Regions from separate parts of the Triticum aestivum genome. Here region 1 is linked to region 2. Evidence: chromatin contacts called from public Hi-C data. All regions are on one chromosome and are shown on one strand. Each heading gives the region's core, a stretch centred on a gene start, on an enhancer-like site or on the middle of the called end of the contact. The rest is flanking DNA. Distances are from core to core; before and after follow the strand shown. Region 1 has its middle 12 kb from the start of LOC123074427. Region 2 holds the start of LOC123078046 (protein TPR1).

What was found. Hi-C and Micro-C count contacts between places; a contact is called where the count stands out from the background.
Region 1: a contact with region 2 is called in a Hi-C map of leaf, with 9 times the contacts expected there. The contact joins the enhancer-like site here to the promoter of LOC123078046 in region 2. A contact is called at or near these places in 3 of 5 Hi-C or Micro-C datasets (all in leaf) and 1 of 1 datasets of contacts at active chromatin or transcription factors (leaf).

The regions. Positions count from the first base shown.
Region 1 is chr3D:162,514,146-162,516,845 of IWGSC CS RefSeq v2.1, reverse strand. No RefSeq gene overlaps it. Among protein-coding and RNA genes, the nearest start is that of LOC123074427, 12 kb to the left of the region's middle. Within about 2 kb of position 1,420, at least 8 of the 8 cell types and tissues checked have an H3K27ac peak or open chromatin away from gene starts, as enhancers often do. A contact at or near this core is called in leaf, where this site is marked.
Region 2 is chr3D:162,314,709-162,317,452 of IWGSC CS RefSeq v2.1, reverse strand. It overlaps LOC123078046 (protein TPR1), which reads left to right and starts at 1,380. Exons shown (of 25, transcript XM_044500434.1): 1 at 1,380-1,686; 2 at 2,432-2,611; 3 at 2,737-2,744. The coding sequence starts at 1,607.

The DNA of each region.
Region 1 (2,700 bases), core at 171-2,670, 200 kb before region 2:
GTGCAGCTGTCGGCGCTCTGGGCGGAGTACCAGCTCCAAACCCGGCTCTCCGGTGAGCTGATCCACGATACGCTGCACGGAGGGAAGCCGCTGCCCGCTGAGGTCATCTCCAGCGACGAGGGCGACGACAGGGACTCCGACAAATAGAACCCTGGTGAAGTTTAATTAGAAGTAGACCCCGGGGTATGAACTACTTTAAATTTCCGGTTGTACTATATTAAATTAAGATGTATGAACTCAGTGTGGAACTCCATCTATGTATGACTATGTTTAATTAACGCATGAATTGTTAACTTTTAAAATCATGGTGAATTTTGATCCTGATGTAGGATCTATTTTGTCTCCGCACGTTTCGTTACGTAGAATTCGTTTACGAGAGCCCTTAGAGCATGGTTAATAGTATAGCCAACTCTTGGCTATAAGAAAGTGTCATGTCATCTATAACCAACCTTATAGCCAATACGTATAACAATTAGCTATAAATATGTGCTATTTTATTAATACAAGACCCATCATTCACTCTCACATAGTGCTTGGGAGCACGTGCAGCAGCTGGCTCTTGCATGAGAGCCCGCTTACATTCTTTCTTTTATTCTTTCTCTTTCAACTAAGCATAGAGATATTATTTTACTCTTTACAACCTCGTGACTGTACCTTATTGTGCTTGCTCTTACACGTTTTATGTGATGCGCGGTTTAAGGATATGCTAAAGATGCTCTAATTAAGGGATTCCTTCGAGGGAGTCGGCCACTTGCGAGAGACATGAAGTGGGCATTAATCCGGTGGCCCTGCCCCGGTTGCCCACTCCACAAGGATAAGAAAAATGATGACACGCATCACAGGTGGAGCCATTAATTCCAGAAGAGAGTACCCCTACCCTGCTGCGCTTCTGGAGGTGATGTCTCACTCAGGCTCACCACAGGTGACTGTACCCTGCTACTGCCGCAGCGATTGTCGTACGTCCAAAAAGAATCTTTTTCTCTTTCACACACACACAAAGATAAAAGCCTCCTCGCCGCGAAAAAAAAGAAAGAAGAAAAAAAGATGGTGGCCCGCGGCGACCTGGCGTGCTCTGTTCAAACGCAACCCCAGCACGCAGCAGCTAGCTCCCACGAGCACCACCACCACTACTGGTAGTAGTAGTACTCCGGTCGTGTCGTGTCGATCGCTCCATCTCCCGTCCACGTCCCGGCAACCCCCCGTGGAAATCAAAACAATAATGAATAAAGCCATTTCTTTTCTCTCTCACTCTCTCCCTAAGCACAAACCAGCTCGCACCAACCGGGCGATTTCTCCCCCGACTTCTCGCGATCTGCTCGGCGGGGAAAAGGAAAGCTTCTCGCGATCTCGCCTGCCCGTGCGTGCCCCCTCGACCGCGAGTTTTTTTTTCCGCTTTCTGGAGAGATCCAGAGCCAACCACCCGTGTCGCGGGCACCTGGGCCCCCACCCACCCCGACGCTCCCCTGGAGAGAAGCGAAGCGAGGCGAGGCGAGGCGCGGCGCGAGATGACGAGACCCGTCGCTTTCTCTCGCCGCGTAACGAGCGGACCACTTCGTGCCGTACTACTACTGCTGCTGCTACCGTCTCGTCGTCCCGTGCTCGCGTTCGGCTCGGCTGGGGGTTCGTTCGGGCGCGATATTCGCGTGGCGAGAAGGCGAGAGAGATTGGTGGGTGGGTGGGTGGGTGAGGAGGTGGAGGGAGCATCCTTTCTTTCTTGAGTTAAATACACCGAAGGTGTCTCAACTTGTCGAGCACGGTCACTTTGGTGCTCAAAGTTGTAAAATACGCGAAATTGGTGCTATAACTTGTCCTATGATGCAAATACGGTTCCTCCGTACTTACCCGGGTGTACGTCCTGCCCACGTGGCCTTGGCCCACATGTCAGTGGATGACAGTGCGCGTGAGAACTTTTTGGCAAAAAAAATACCCGCATATTTTTTAGTAATATTACATAAGAAAGCCAAACACGGGTCCCATGTGTCAGTCGGTTAATACCGCACAAAAACAAACTGCCTCGCCGATGGGTTCCAAAACTAGGACGTCCAGGTTCAAAACCTGCACGCTAGCCACCGGACAGAAGACTACTGTAGCTGGTTTCCTATATAGATCAGTTCTACCTATCGCTTTCCCGCAAAAAAGGAGAAAACATTCCGACTGGCACTCTGCAATTTCCTTTTATGTTCTTTACCTTTTTTCAATTTACTACTGTTTAGTCATACATAAATTACAATAATTATCAATTATTGTCTATTCTAAATATTTATTCTATTTTCATTATTGTGTAGGTTGAATAGGTAAACATGAACATTTTCGAAAATTTATGTGAATTCAAACAGTTTGACGTATATTATAAAATACTGAAAATGTGTTAAAACATGTCAAACATGTTTATAGAAATTTCAAATTCTGTAAATGTGTTAAAACATGTTTGTAGGAATATAAAAATAATTTTATACAATAATGTTTTTAATACATGTTGAACATTTTTTAAATATATGTTGTCAATTTTTTGAATGCATGACATACTTTTTTTAAACACGTTTACAATTTCTTAATACAGCTAAGACTTTTCCAAAAATATGTTGAACATATTTTTCAAATGCACTAACACTTTATTTAAGTTTATGTTAGTTCTAGTGTTTTCTTACATTTATTTTTTAACGGGAGAATAATATAGAAAATAAACATGAAATTGGAATA
Region 2 (2,744 bases), core at 131-2,630:
GTTTGTCGAAAAAAGTACGTCTGGACCGCTCGACGGACCGATACATGCCACGTTGGATGGCAAACCACGTCTGGACCATGCGGTCCGGACAATTGCGGGCGGTCTGAGGTTCCGCCTTGGAGATGCACTTAGATTGGAGTGAAGCATAGGGTTTATCGTTTTCCTTCCCTAACCCAAGGCGGCCAGGGCAAACTCTTCTCTCCAAACTTCGCCAGCGAGTTCGTGGATTCGCCTCTCCTCTGCTTGCCGCTCCGGTGGCCGGTGGCCGTTGGCGAGGAAAGGAATCCCGGTGCCTCCGCTCCAGTTAGTAGTTTAGGTTAGGGATTTTTAGTTCTCGCAGGTGGGGTGCTCATGCGGATGGCGGCGCTATTTCTTCGAGTTTGTCTTCCGGGTTCCGATCCTTCTTGAGCACGTTTGTCTGGACGTAATCGATGGAGCTCCGGCATAGATTCCTGTCGTCTCTTTCGGGAGGTGAGGTTAGGTTTCTTGCTTACGGCGAGATTTGGTGTTAGATACTTCAGATCTATGTGCGGGTTCAACGGCGACGACTACGGCTCCAGGGCGCTGGTCCTTAGGAGCACGTGCACGAAGACTTCCTGGCTGTCATCGACAAGGTCAAGCCGGCTCCGGTAGGGAAGAGGCGACAGTAGCGCGTCGGCGGCTTGTTCTGGCGGCGGTAGTGGTTGCTTGGGGATCTTGGAATGGAATCTTAATGTAATTTTTATTATGTTCAAGACGTTTTATACTTCCGCTGAGCTTTGATAATAGATCTGGATTATTTTGGAAATCAAAGATTTGAGTGAAGCATGGTATAGCGAGAGAAGTAGAGGATGAAACAGTTTTCAACATTTTTTGCATTCACTCGGTCAAACTGAGAAAACCAAGTCAAACGGATTGGTTGGAGACACATATGGCCGATCAATTTCACAAATCGAGATGAGTTTCAGTACCTGCTGGTTGGATAGTGCACGATCAATACACGTCACCCCATTCAGTCAGTCGGTGGTACGCCATTAACTACCCTGTCCACGCTACGCAAAACCGATCCGAGAGACCGTCCACTCGTATCGCGGTTTAAGGAACCAACGTCTCGTCTCGTCTCGTATCGTGTCGTGTCGTGTGGCGGCAGGCTCTTGCGTCGCGATCCACGGGCACCCGACTCGTCTCGCGCCCACGTCGCCCTCACGACCGGACGCCAGCTCACGAATATCCACCCGATTTAATCCCACGCCCTTCGATTCCGCTTCTCCCAGCCTCTCATATAAGACCCCCAGCGTATCCATAAGCACTCGCGCATATCGATACGACGTGTCGCGTATCGCAGATAAGCCAGTGGGGGTGGCGTGGGGAGAGAGAAAAGGGCGAGAGGTCTGCAACGCATCGAAGAAAGCGAGACTAAAGTTTCTCTCTCTCCCTCTGCATCCGTCTCCTCCTCCCTCCACATCTCTCCGTCTCTCTCTCCCCCCACCCATCTCTCCATCTCTCTCTCCTCACGAGAGGGGCGGCGACGACGCCGGCGGAACCCTAGAATTCGCCCGCTCCCTCCGAGCCCGCGCGAGCGCCGGCGGCGGGCCAGATCGAGCTCCTGGGTGGCGGCGCGGGCGCCATGTCGTCCCTCAGCCGCGAGCTCGTCTTCCTCATCCTCCAGTTCCTCGACGAGGAGAAGTTCAAGGAGACCGTGCACAAGTCGGTACCCTGCCGCCGTCTCTCTCCTCCCCTGCCGGCCCGTGGGCTGTTTTTTTTCTCTCTCTCTCGGTTGGTGGCTGGCTGGGCTCCAGAAGCCAGCCCCTAGGGATTTGTTTCGGTGCGCTGTGATTTTTTTCTTCCTTTTCGCGATTTCCCCGAAATAAATCTCCGGGTGTTTTTTCTCTCGTCTAGTAGTACTACTTTGTTTTGGGTTTTGAGTTCATGGGGAGAAATGTTTATTTCCTTTTATTACTTTTGCTCCGTTTGATCTGTTCCGTACGCGCGGTAAATTCCTGCGAAGTTTCGTGTTAGGTCGTTCTTACCTTTTTTTTCTCCGTGATAATTGTTCTTTAATCTAGTTTAGTCAAAATGGATTCGCTTAGTCTCTACCGCAATTTTCCCTTTTAGTTGGGCAGTTCAGGGGTAGATTTGAAATTTCGCGATCGCGTGAGTCGTGTCTTTTTCCTCTTGTTTCTTTTTCCTTCAGCGTGCGCAAATAATAATGAGCTACCAGTTTTTTTTCTGCCGTAACTTAGACTATTTCCTTCTCTTCTCTGCCGGCCACTTCAATTCGTAGAAAGTGAGATCTTCTAGATCAAGTGTGGTTAGTCCAGATAAAAAAAGTAGTTAGTCCAGTGATTGCGTGGCATTGTTGTCTCCTGTGCGGCGCCTTTTCCGAGTAAAACATCAGTAAATGGAGTATTGCAATCAATTTATGTGATTTTGATGATGCATGATGCTGCAGGCTTGAACAAGAGTCGGGCTTTTACTTCAACGTCAAGTACTTTGAGGAGAAGGTCCATGCTGGGGAGTGGGATGAGGTGGAAAGGTATCTCTCAGGTTTCACCAAGGTGGACGACAATAGGTATTCGATGAAGATCTTCTTTGAGATCAGGAAGCAGAAGTATTTGGAAGCGCTTGATAGGTAATATTCTTGCATTTCTTGTGGATTTGTACCCCACTCTGAAAAGGATCAGGGGTTTCCTGTCCCCTCTTTTTGGCATTGGTTGAAACTAAAGTTTACTAATTTGCTGTAATAATTTCTAACAGGCATGATA